Linked DNA regions of Mus musculus: all the other regions are linked to region 2. The links are chromatin contacts, called in public Hi-C and HiChIP or PLAC-seq maps. All regions are on one chromosome and are shown on one strand. The core of a region is the stretch at or near the end of the contact, and the rest is flanking DNA. Distances in the headings are between cores, read along the strand shown.

Evidence for each region. Hi-C and Micro-C count contacts between places; a contact is called where the count stands out from the background. HiChIP or PLAC-seq counts read pairs in DNA pulled down with a chosen protein or histone mark.
Region 1: an HNF4G HiChIP or PLAC-seq map of pancreatic cancer cells shows a contact between it and region 2. The contact joins two enhancer-like sites. A contact is called at or near these places in 1 of 15 datasets of contacts at CTCF or cohesin (the NIH/3T3 cell line), 3 of 484 Hi-C or Micro-C datasets (cortical neurons, cranial neural crest and nephron progenitors), 1 of 115 datasets of contacts at active chromatin or transcription factors (pancreatic cancer cells) and 1 of 9 other capture datasets (embryonic stem cells).
Region 3: a Hi-C map of psoas muscle shows a contact between it and region 2, with 2.4 times the contacts expected there. The contact joins two enhancer-like sites. A contact is called at or near these places in 2 of 15 datasets of contacts at CTCF or cohesin (large pre-B cells and pro-B cells), 6 of 484 Hi-C or Micro-C datasets (the AML12 cell line, B cells, cortical neurons and 3 more), 2 of 115 datasets of contacts at active chromatin or transcription factors (acute myeloid leukemia and pancreatic cancer cells) and 1 of 9 other capture datasets (embryonic stem cells).
Region 4: an HNF4G HiChIP or PLAC-seq map of pancreatic cancer cells shows a contact between it and region 2. The contact joins two enhancer-like sites. A contact is called at or near these places in 1 of 484 Hi-C or Micro-C datasets (embryonic stem cells), 4 of 115 datasets of contacts at active chromatin or transcription factors (acute myeloid leukemia, embryonic stem cells and pancreatic cancer cells) and 1 of 9 other capture datasets (embryonic stem cells).

What each region holds. Positions count from the first base shown.
Region 1 is chr4:105,361,754-105,364,709 of GRCm38.p6, forward strand. No RefSeq gene overlaps it. Among named protein-coding and RNA genes, the nearest start is that of Gm40217, 44 kb to the left of the region's middle. Within about 2 kb of position 1,343, at least 43 of the 459 cell types and tissues checked have an H3K27ac peak or open chromatin away from gene starts, as enhancers often do. A contact at or near this core is called in pancreatic cancer cells, where this site is marked.
Region 2 is chr4:105,935,726-105,938,821 of GRCm38.p6, forward strand. No RefSeq gene overlaps it. Among named protein-coding and RNA genes, the nearest start is that of Gm29922, 92 kb to the left of the region's middle. Within about 2 kb of position 1,651, at least 50 of the 459 cell types and tissues checked have an H3K27ac peak or open chromatin away from gene starts, as enhancers often do. A contact at or near this core is called in pancreatic cancer cells, where this site is marked.
Region 3 is chr4:105,312,147-105,314,992 of GRCm38.p6, forward strand. Gm40217 (a long non-coding RNA gene) reads right to left here. Exons shown (of 4, transcript XR_867967.1): 3 at 2,739-2,846. Among named protein-coding and RNA genes, the nearest start is that of Gm40217, 5.6 kb to the right of the region's middle. Within about 2 kb of position 1,480, at least 17 of the 459 cell types and tissues checked have an H3K27ac peak or open chromatin away from gene starts, as enhancers often do.
Region 4 is chr4:105,290,564-105,293,380 of GRCm38.p6, forward strand. No RefSeq gene overlaps it. Among named protein-coding and RNA genes, the nearest start is that of Gm40217, 27 kb to the right of the region's middle. Within about 2 kb of position 1,313, at least 54 of the 459 cell types and tissues checked have an H3K27ac peak or open chromatin away from gene starts, as enhancers often do. A contact at or near this core is called in pancreatic cancer cells, where this site is marked.

The DNA.
Region 1 (2,956 bases), core at 93-2,592, 570 kb before region 2:
TTTCTCAGTCTCTGAGTGCTGGATTATAGGCATCAGCTCTCATCCTTGGATGATATCCTTTACTGATATGAAGGAAGCAGATCTTAGTCATTATCCTTTTATCTTGGAGCCAGTGTGATGCCCTGCCCCTCTCCAGAATACAACATGTGCCTTTCACACTCTGGGCCCACCCTAGCACAGGTAATAGCTCTGGAAAATGTGCTTGAATCATTGGACAAATAAGGGATTGACCTGGAATGTGTCAGTCTGATGTGCAGTCCAACACCACGAGATTGAAAAATCAATGGGCCTAGTCTCAAGTGGCAGACATGAGCTACAAAGCGCTGACCTGTCAGCATGGAAGAAAGAGCCGTAGTCAAAGAAACTCCGGCCAGTCATTAAGCATGAAGGGGGAGCTGGGGCATCAGGAGCTCGTATTGGGCTGTGACATCACCTGCCATTCATTTATGTGGGTGAGAATGATTTACCAGCAGCCCAGGGCACATGGGGAGAAAATGTAACTCAGCTTCTCCATACATTAGAAATGTAAATGGCGCCGAGGAAATGACCTGGGTGTTGAGGTAATTTCCTAGATGGACCTGCAAATTTCATTTGTCCTCAGTTTTAAGGCAAGGGCCAAGAAACTGGAAGCTGGGATGTGGATGGTTCTGGGAAGCAAGGGGTATATGGTCTCCATCCTTACCATCCCTGGTCTCAGTAGGAACTCTTGAAGTATACGATGTCATAAGCGTGGAATCGGGTAAGGCTGCAAGGGTAGGACTTTCAACTACTAATTGTGCCAAGAGGAAGTGTCCCTGCTGTGCTTTGCAGGTCAGCCCATTGTGGCATGCACAACATGGAACTATATATTCTTACAGTGTACGTTTCTCTGAGCTGAGGACAGAGATCAATACAACCACCAGCCTCCAGAAACTCTGAATATGATGTCAGAAACCAACTCATTAGAGGGGGCTATTCCCAGAAGGTGAGTTAAATGTGAGAGACACCAGGCAGAGCAGACTAGGGGCCCTGACCTAACATGATAGCTACTGTCAGTGGTAGCTGTCAGTTACTGTCCTTAAGGATTCATTAGCAGCATCCCATATGCCTGCATTGGTGAGCTTTCTAAATGGCAAATGTGGCCATGTCATTTCTTATGTATGCCTTTTTAGTGAAATCAGTTCATATAGACTGAATACCTGTATCTCCTCAAAGTCCTCATTAGATCCCTAGCCTCCACAGGCTTGGTATTGGAAAGCAGAGCCCTTGAGAGGTTATTAGGATCGTGTGTATAGTTGGTGCTCTCATGAGGACAGATGGGAACTTGCCTGTCCCCTCTCTTACTCACTCTGTGGTGACGCAGTGAAGGAAGGGATTCTTTATAAATGAGTAAGAACGCCCTCAGCAGACTCCTACTGCTCTAGCACCTCCATCCCAGACTTCCAGCCTCCAATGAGAAATGCATTCTCATTGTTTATAAGCCACGCAGACTGTGGTGTTTGTCACAGCATCCAAGCTACAGTCATTTAAAACAACAATAGCTAACACTGAGGACTTTCCATCTCTAAACTCCCTTCCTCCTCTCTTCCTCTCCTTACCCCCTCTGTGTGTGTCTGCGTGTGTGACGGAGAGACAGAGACAGAGTGACAGAAGATATAAGCTATCTATTGCTTATATGAAAGAGCCCAATCTGCCTTGCAAAACTGGTACTTCCATGATGCACCCTGACCTTTACTTTCCAGTCATTCCCTTGGCCAAGCCTGCTTGTCTGATTATTCCAAGGAACTCTGGTGCCTTGCTGTCTTCTGTGCTGTCTCCTCTGGTGCTGCCTTCCTGCCTGTCACCTGGGCTGTTGTTACTCATCCTTTTAGACCAGCTGCCTGGTCCCCACCTCAGGCCAGAATTCACATCTCTGCCCTTTGGGCCTTTACACATCAGGCTGGAAAAGCTCTTCCTCTGTTTGTCACATGTTGTTTCAGAACTCATCTCCAGAACCACCCAGGTGTTCAGTCTTTGTAGACCCATGAGGAGGACTGACATGTTCTGCCGGAGGCCCTTGCTTGGTAAACATCCCTTGTTTCTCTTACAGCTGTACTGTGAGCTCATGGAAGCCAATGTCTGTTTCTGTGGCTCCAAATCCCCAGCTCTCAGTGACTGGGAAATAGTGAATGGATGCATTAATCCCACTACATTTTCGTTAAGCTGCCCATTTTAGCTTGCATCACACTGCCCCACAACTGCCTACCACTGCCTACCACTGCTTACCACTGCCTACCACTGCCTACCACTGCCTACCACTGCCTACCACTGCCCACCACTGCCTACCACTGCCTACCACTGCCTACCACTGCCTACCACTGCCCACCACTGCATACAATAAGCCCATTTGAGAACAGTTATTTATTGACCTTATTTATTCTATTTCCTCTTTCTGCTCTTCACACTGAGTAAGTGGGATATAGTATTTGTTAGATAGTTGAGTCTAGATTCAGAAAACTCAGTTGTTTCCATTTGACTTTTTTTCCTTTTAAACTAAGTTAAATGACATAAGATAAAGTCAAAGTGTACCTTACAGAAAGTTCTAAGCTCTGGGCTTAAGCCAGAATCTCTCTTCTGACCTTGGTCAGCCACTTACTCAAGCTGAATTTATTTTCTTGGAATGATTTGTCAGCTAGCCTAATAATATCTCACACAGAAGGTGGTTCTGAAGATTAAACAAGACAGTCTACATGAAATGCTTGGCGCTAGAAGGTGTTCAACCAGAGTTAATTTCCGTTCGTTCACCCAGTCAGTGTCATGGCATGGCAGCAGCTCGACTGGTCCCTTCAGACTTCTGTAGGATCTTTGAGTATTAGACAAGTCTCACTTATGTCGCCCTGGCAGTTGGTTGTGAAATGGTGCCCTTGAAAGCTGACACTGGGCTGTGCCAGGAAGACATTAGCCTTCTCACAGCCAGTGCTATTTTGAGGTTTGATGG
Region 2 (3,096 bases), core at 401-2,900:
TAGCTCAGTATTACACATATTAATTCTAAAAGAATGACAGACAATACTGATTTATATTCTACTCTATTTTTTATAAGCATGTTGTGATCACGACCCCATTGATAACTTGTCCACTCTCACACGGAAACAAACGTGTGTGAAGAACAACGATGACTTCAGATCAGTGAAGGCAAGCGCTGAGCACAGGCATAGCAGTCCGAGCGCTGTGCACATAGCAATACACAGAAAGCAGCAGAGAAAACACAGAGCAGTGAGCTCCTCTGTGGGTTCCCAGGAAGAAGAACGATGGTGACAGGGGGTTCTCATAAGTTATTACTCCTCACACTGCTTCGCCTTCCCGTTTGCCACACCCTCACTAACACACCAAGTCCTTCCAAGTAACACTAGGTCAACCCTAAAGACTCATGCTTTCTGCCATTGGCTTTCATGTTTTGTATACTTGACAGTGGAAATATAGAATTCTTTTTAAATTAAAAATGATGGAGAAGAGATAAGGAAAAATCCTTGGTACGAAAATTTAGGGAACCTTTGAACAAAGCCATTTACTGGCACTGTCTCTCCTCCAAAGTGCTCAGTTGTGGAGTTTATCTAAGTCACGCGATATAGTCCTCAGTGAAGAAGAAAACAGCCAGTGATTATCTTTCACACAGTTTTCATTAATTAAAGATTCAAATATAAAAATAGATATATATGTGCTCGTCAATATGCTTGGATGCTGACTTGTACAGGAATAAAGGAAGGACTGTTTCGTGATGCTTACAGTTGAATACAGACCTGAATGTCCCAGTAAGGTGGACATTTATGAAGGAGGCTTCTCCTGTCATAAAAATCCTGTGATGGAAGCCAGAAGATCCACTAGAACTAAAGTAACAAAGGATTGTGAGCTGCCATGTGGGTGCTGGTAACCCTGGTCCTCTAGAGGAGCACCAGTAATATTGAAGCATCCCTCCACCACCTTTTACATTTTTAATTATGTGTATGGCATAGAGTGGGGGTGGGCACATGACTGCACATAAATGCAGGTTCCTACAGAGTCTAGAAGAGGGTGTCAGATCCCCTGCAGCTAGAGTTACAGATGGTTGCGAGCCACCTAATAAAGTGGCAGGAACTGAACGCAAGTCCACAGCGGGAGTAGTATGAGCTCTTAACTGCTGAGCCATCTCTCTAGGCTAGATGGCTCCTGGTTTCAGGAAAGGGTTTTAAGGGCAACCATGTTAACCACAAACCACAATTACACAGTCCAACATTCTTCCATCAGTGTCTTGGCAAGAAATAGAAGATTCTATGTGTTGACTGAAGGAAACTGAATGAAGAGGTTATTTAGATAGAGTCTATCCTAAAGGGTGAAAGAGCATTGAAATCTCAGACGGAGGAGACAGAAGGGTAACCCAGAAAAACAGGAAATAGTTCACTGGTCCAATAGTGTGGCTCCCAGGTCAGGATTAGGAAGCAGAAAATCCATCCAAATGATAAGTCCATCCCCAGTAAAAGACTAGCGGTGCCCAGCAGAGAGGAGGTGCATTTGGCGTGCCCCATGTCTCAGAGGTCTGTGGCTGAGAGGAGGAACTCAGTGGTTAAGTCAGAGCTACCCAGAGAACAAGGAACAATCACAAATCAGAGAACCCAGTGTCACATTGCCACAGCCAGCTGCTGGGAGTTAGCTTCATGACACAGCTGTGGGTCAGAGCGGGGCTAGTCACAAACATACTTAGGAGCTCAGGCTATAAGGGAGCTTTTATGGAGGGTTTCTTAGTTAGTGGCCTTGGAAAGAGAGACTGAGAGCCTCTAGCTAGAGGTCAGCCAGAAAGCCATGAGTCTTCCACCCATGGCTGAGAGAGACCTCCAAAGCTCTGGCCCACAGGCCATTCCCTAGTCCATCTTCTCCTGAAGGCTGTTCAGTACCAGAGAGGATCAGAAAGACCTGCCGATCATGGGTCTCAGTGTCCCTCCTGCCTCTCTCACATTTCAACACACGGAAGATACCTTCTGGTTTAGGCATCAACTTAGTCACCTCCAGAGTTACAAAACTGGGTGTCTGAGAAGTGAGAGCCTGCCTGGCTCACACACTACAAAGCTGTATGCAGTCAGAAGGAAACTGAATGATTCGTGAAGAAGGAATGCCCACAGAGAGACTACAGCACTGCTGAGCAACTGACCCTCCACCACTCGAGGCTCAGCTCCGGTTGAGTAGAATGAAACAAAACTACCTTCAGTTGATCACCCTCCGACATGGCAGCTTCAATATTAGAGGACTCAGAAGGAAACAGCTCTAATCATTTGCTCTTGCCTTTGGGAGATTCAGTCGTGGGATCCAGTCATTGGGGATTTTTCTTACATTTTCGTCTTATCTACCATTTCTCCCACTCTTCCTCAGACACGAAGGTGACGCCTGACTGAGATTGAGGGCATAAAGCCGTGAAATGCCTTCTCAATGGAAAGAGGAAGCACACAATCTTATTCCTTACCCAAAGGTTTATTCTCTGTAAACTTTTGTGTTTGCACCAGAAAAGTAAGACACTGGGGTTTGTTCCCAACAACCAAAGCATCCATGACTCGAGAGAATTTTGGGGAATGGGAATAAACAAACAATGGAGCTTTGGAATGAAGGCTAGGAACTGAATCTCTGGCACAATCATTGTGAAGCTCCAAATTCTTGTAGCATCCTCTGTGGGTTGGACACTGCTACCCTTATCCTGAGCATCTGAGTACATGGGTTACAGGACACTGTGTCTGTATCCCAGGAGCTGAGGATGTTGGGCTTGCTTGACATTTTTTAGTGAAAAGACTTATCTGAGCATTGTGCTAAGAATTTGGGGTGTCACGCTTTCTAATCAAAATAGTCTAACTACACATAATACAGAGATGGAAAGAAAACAAGACTAATATAGAAGAGTCCCCATTTGTCCCCAAATGGTGCCCCTGTAATTATAATTAAGGCCACTTTGGAAATGAAACGCTATGCTAACACTCTCCATATGATTCCAAACTGTGCCCTTAATCTTCTACTCAAAGGAAAAGATCACACAGCTACGTATCAAAAAATGTCTGCTCAGTAGCCAAGGGTTCAGATTGGCATCAATTCCAAGGTTGATTAGA
Region 3 (2,846 bases), core at 230-2,729, 620 kb before region 2:
CGGTTAAAGGACAACTTGAGGTGTCAGTTCTCTCCTTCCACCATGTATATTCCAGAGACCACACTCCGGTTGTCAGTGACTCTGCCCACTGAACCATCTCGCGGGCCCTATAAAGGTCAAAGTTATAAGGCAGCCTTTCTCAGTACCTTTTTCCTCAATTGCCTGTTTAATAGCTTTAGTTTATCATTGCCTCCCACTAGCTTGCAAGCGTCTTAAGAGCACAGATAGTTTCTTAGAACTGTAATAGTCTCAGTACTTAGTTGGGGGATAATAAACATTAATTAGATTTTGGCTGCATGATTGAAAAGTGCAGGATTGCATGAATCACAATGATGGCTCTGTTTGATTTGCTATTAAGTGCTTATTGAGATGGCGCTTAATATATGAGTGTTATCTCACTCCAACTTTGTTTTGTTTATTTTGACAATTGAACCCAGAGTCCTACACACGCTAAGCACATGCCCTGCACATGCTAAGCACATGCCCTGCACATGGTAAGCACACGCCCTGCCCTTCAGCCACATGCACAGCCATGCACATTGCCCCTTTCTGTAACAGCGTTCTTTCTCCTTTCATCCTGTGAGATCATGAAGACTCCGAGTGCCTCCCCTCTCGCCCCCCGGGAGACAAGAGCCTGTGTGACTCAACAGAGTGCTCCTTAGCCGATCCCTCCAGGTCCCTTGGCACAGATTATATTCTCCTTCCATCCTGCTTTAATCACCAGAGCCCCCAGTCCTCATCAAGCTCCCCGCCCTGTCTCAAACCAGTGCTTAAATGACACCAGTCTCTCAGAAGAAACAATGTAATTTTTCTGACCCTGGCTCACTCCTGCCTTTACAAATGTGAGATACTCAACAGGATCTTAGCAAGCTGTATCAGAAGACAGAACTGTACAACAAAGGCTGTGGACAATTGTGTTCCCATTTCCCTGCCTTTTTTTTTTTTTTTTTTTTTTTTGTGCTTTGTGGAATTGCTCTCCCAAAATATTCCCAATGCTTTATTTACTTAGACTTCAGGTTTATTTTGGGCTGAACTTTCCTGGAGCTGCGTCTTAGGATGTGCTTCGTATCCTGCTGCATTGCCATGTGACTTCAGCTCATCCAGGGAGGACCCGGGGCCCAGAGGATGTCAACCTCCTCTCTGTGCAGCCGAGACAGAGATGACCAACTCAACAGCTCAGCTGGAAATGTGTCCCAGAGGAAAGCCTTTGTGTCCTAGTCACCAAAACTATGCACAATAGCAGACACAAACCTTGTCAACTTTATCAGTTCTGTGTGCCAGGGACTCTGACGTGGCACAGTTTCCAGTGTCTTAGTGATCTGTGACTATAAGTAACTCAGACACTGAAAGACTCAAGTGGCCAGCCAGTGCTGGGAATTTTCTCATGTCAGGAAATTTTGGTGGTGAGGCATGCTAGACGCTTAGCAACTGGAGCACTGCGGGGAAGAAAGTCAGCCAGGCAGGAAGGGAGTGTGGGAACAGACAGGAAGATGACATGCGGCATGCTTTCGTGCTGGACAGCTCTATGTGGAGTCCCTCCTCCTCATAGCCTCAGTTTCCTAACTGGCAAACAGAGGTGATGAGAGCAGGGCACACAGCATGGGCTCTGGGTGCCAAGTCTCATGCCCTTCCCAACCCGTGTCTAGGGGAGGTGAACTGAGGCTTACCCAGTCTGTGCTGGGTCTACTTTGTGGATCTGAGGATGTTAGTGAACCATCAAAGCTGGGACTTGGAGTTCAAGGACTCTAAGGATATTGGAAAAGGACCACTCAGAGTTAGCAGCTCATTCAAGCATTCTGGATTCACACTGGGTCATAGTGTAATGTAGTGTAATGAAGTGCTGGGGGTCTCCAGAAGAACCCAGGGTATACCCGTGAGTCCATTACTGAACTAGCAAGTTTACAACTCCTAAGGTGCTATTTGCACTTTTTCTTTTTGGCAGTGGGTAGGGAAGCAGGGGATGGGGAGAAAGGGGTAGAATGGGGGAGAAGAAGGGGCAGTCAAAAGCAATCAAAGATAAAACCACTGTTTTATTTTGAATCAAAGTTGTGATCCTGTCCTGGAGAGATAGTTTAAGGGTGTGTTCTGCTCTACCGAGAGCCCCAGCTTGGCTCCCAGCACCCATGTAGGGCCATCCCAACCATCTGTAACTACAATTCAAGGTGATCTGGTACCCTCTACTGGACTCTGTGGGCACCTGTAGTCACGTGAGCACAAACCCACATGCACACAGAAATTTTATGTATTATTTTAAAAAAATCCTTAAAAAAATGTACTGGTAGAAAAATGTCTCTAGACGGAACACTTCATATGCTATCACTGCCTTTCAACTCCTGAACTGTGCAACAATCTCTGTGACAAAATAGCTATGACCTGGAAAGTGTCCTTTGAAGGACAGTGGCAGTCTGATGACAAAAGCTGAGCAGAGTGTTTGAGGTGGGAGCTGAACTACATGACTTTATCTGAGTGCCATTTTCCCTTGGCTTGGAAATGGCTTGGAGTGGCTTGGAGCTAGCTACAACACTGTGCTTATTGATCCTTGGGTAGTTGGCGGGGGGGGGGGCAGCGGGGGAGGGAGGCGGGAGAGAAGGAGGGAGGGAGGGAGGGAGGAAGGGAGGGAGGGAGGGAGGGAGAGGAGAGTCTTCTGAAGGCTCCTATGTGAAAGGTTTGGTCCCCAGCCTATGCACTATTGGAAGGCAATGGTACCCTCAAGAGGTGGGACTTAGCAGGGGTCTTACCGTCACTGGACACACTTGACAAGGATATAAGATCACAAGCCCTCTTCTCCCCCTCTTTTCTCAGCTGGGGTACATGTCTCGTCCCACCATGATAATGTGGCCTCTCCA
Region 4 (2,817 bases), core at 63-2,562, 650 kb before region 2:
TATATATATATATTTAGAATATATTTATGTGCATATGAATATATTTAACTCATATATAATTCATGTATATAATTTCTGTATAATTTTACATACACATATCTATAAATACATGTATAAATATGTATGTGTGTAAAAATAAATATATTTATGTGTGTACATATTATATATCTCTATCTATTTATCTATCTATCTATCTATCTATCTATCTATCTATCTATCTATCTATCTATCTATCTAAAATTTCAGAATCTTTCATGGCTCTGTGTGATCCATACATGGAGTCCTATTTCTCTGTTGATAAAATGGAGGTCCAGAGAAGTAAAATGACCTACTCAAGGTCATATGGCTGGCACCACTTGGGGACAATTCAGCTTTTAGGGCCCATGTTCTTTCCAAGAGAGCTCACTGCCTCTACAAATAGCACGAGGCATGAGGGAGCAACAATTCCGTGCACCTGTGCACCATCCCCTCTTAGCTACTTCCTTGGACCACAGCCTGGAAAGTGCCCCATCTTGCTGTACCCTTTCAGCCTTGCGGGGGATCTCGGGGCTCTGGACTAATCCCATCGGAAGATTGAGTTACGTGGGCTGGCTGGCCTCTCTGTAGGAGAACTGGTTAATCCTCGGAACAGCCAGTTGCATCTTAGCCTTGCTGAGCAGAGCAGGGCTCTGATCCCTGTTCAAGGGTCTTTGAAATGTGAATGGCAGTCGTCCCTGAAGCTTTCTCTGCAGTGTTGCTGTTTGAGGCTTAGGTAGGAAGTGGGACAAAGCTGCTGGCCCCAGGCAGTGAGGCGTGCAAAAGTGTGTGTGTGAGCTTCAAGCACTTAAAAAGAAAAAAAAAAAAAAAAAAAGGAAGGAAAGGGCATGGTCGTTGACTGAGTGTGCACGCTGTGTTTGGGACTTTACAGGCATCTGAGAGCAAACATTACCCAAAGGATCCGAAGCTGTGATGCCAAAGACTACAGGACCAGTCATCCCTCTGTCATTTCTCTTGCTGGAATACAAATCTCTTTCAAATGACACCAAGGCAGGGGGGGTGGTATCCTGCCTAGGCCCCCTACAATCCTATTACTCCTGGTTTACACACAGAAAGGAAGTTGCTCAGAGGTCAAGCAAGGTCACAGAGTTAGTCACTAGTTCAATAGAACTTAAATTTAGGTCTTGGACGGCAGGGAAGTATGTGATGGTGGGGGGTGGGCACAGTGGAGAAGAATACTTCTAAAGCCACTGAACTCCTAAGAGGAAGCTGGAGTTGGTGGAGGGCAGGTCCAAGCTTGACATGTGGTGATGTTTATTGCTTGTTTCCAGTTCAGATGGAGTGGCAGGGAGCAGAGGGGCTCTTTCCCCCACACAGGGGTCTGAAAGGGGCTCTCTCAAAGATGCCTGCTGCTCTCATTCCTTCCTCAGGAGCCAGTCCTGTGCTGGCCCTGGAGGGCAGAGGCCATCCCTCAGAGAAAGGCCTCTTTCCCTCAGCGAGCTGAGCTTGCAGAGCTGCTGTCTCCTTGGCCTCCTTGGCCCTGGCCATTGGGCAGAGCTACACCAAGAGAGCAGTGGCCTCACAGCTCCATAGCCCCATCTGGAAGAATTGTAATGACGATAACAATAGTAGTTATAATAATTATTTTAAATTCTCCCAATATATTTTACCGAGTGCGTTGTTTCTTTAGCAAAAAGTTTTTGGGCATAGAATTTTATCATTTAAAGAAATAGAGACTTAACCCCTCCCCCCAGGTTGTTTATACTCCTTAGAGTGGGTTCCTTCCAACACTCACAGGCGTTAGCAATGGACACGTCCTGGAATCCAGTGAGAGACATGTCCTGGGATCCAGTGATGGACAGGTCCTGGGATCCAGTGATGGGCACGTCCTGGGATCTAAATTACATGGTAGATGCTGGGGCTGTGGAGATTGAGGAAGGGAAGTCACCGGGAAGGGAGAGGGTTAGCTCTTTTTTTTTTTTTTTTTTTTTTTTTTTTTTTTTTTTTTCCATTTTTTATTAGGTATTTAGCTCATTTACATTTCCAATGCTATACCAAAAGTCCCCCTTACCCACCCACCCCCACTCCCCTACCCACCCACTCCCCCCCTTTGGCCCTGGCGTTCCCCTGTACCGGGGCACACAAAGTCTGCGTGTCCAGTGGGCCTCTCTTTCCAGTGATGGCCGACTAGGCCATCTTTTGATACATATGCAGCTAGAGTCAAGAGCTCAGGGGTACTGGTTAGTTCATAATGTTGTTCCACCTATAGGGTTGAAGATCCCTTTAGCTCCTTGGGTACTTTCTCTAGCTCCTCCATTGGGAGCCCTGTGATCCATCCATTAGCTGACTGTGAGCATCCACTTCTGTGTTTGCTAGGCCCCGGCATAGTCTCACAAGAGACAGCTACATCTGGGTCCTTTCGATAAAATCTTGCTAGTATATGCAATGGTGTCAGCGTTTGGATGCTGATTATGGGGTGGATCCCTGGATATGGCAGTCTCTACATGGTCCATCCTTTCATCTCAGCTCCAAACTTTGTTTCTGTAACTCCTTCCATGGGTGTTTTGTTCCCACTTCTAAGGAGGGGCATAGTGTCCACACTTCAGTCTTCATTTTTCTTGAGTTTCATGTGTTTAGGAAATTGTATCTTATATCGTGGGTATCCTAGGTTTTGGGCTAGTATCCACTTATCAGTGAGTACATATTGTGTGAGTTCCTTTGTGAATGTGTTACCTCACTCAGGATGATGCCCTCCAGGTCCATCCATTTGCCTAGGAATTTCATAAATTCATTCTTTTTAATAGCTGAGTAGTACTCCATTGTGTAGATGTACCACATTTT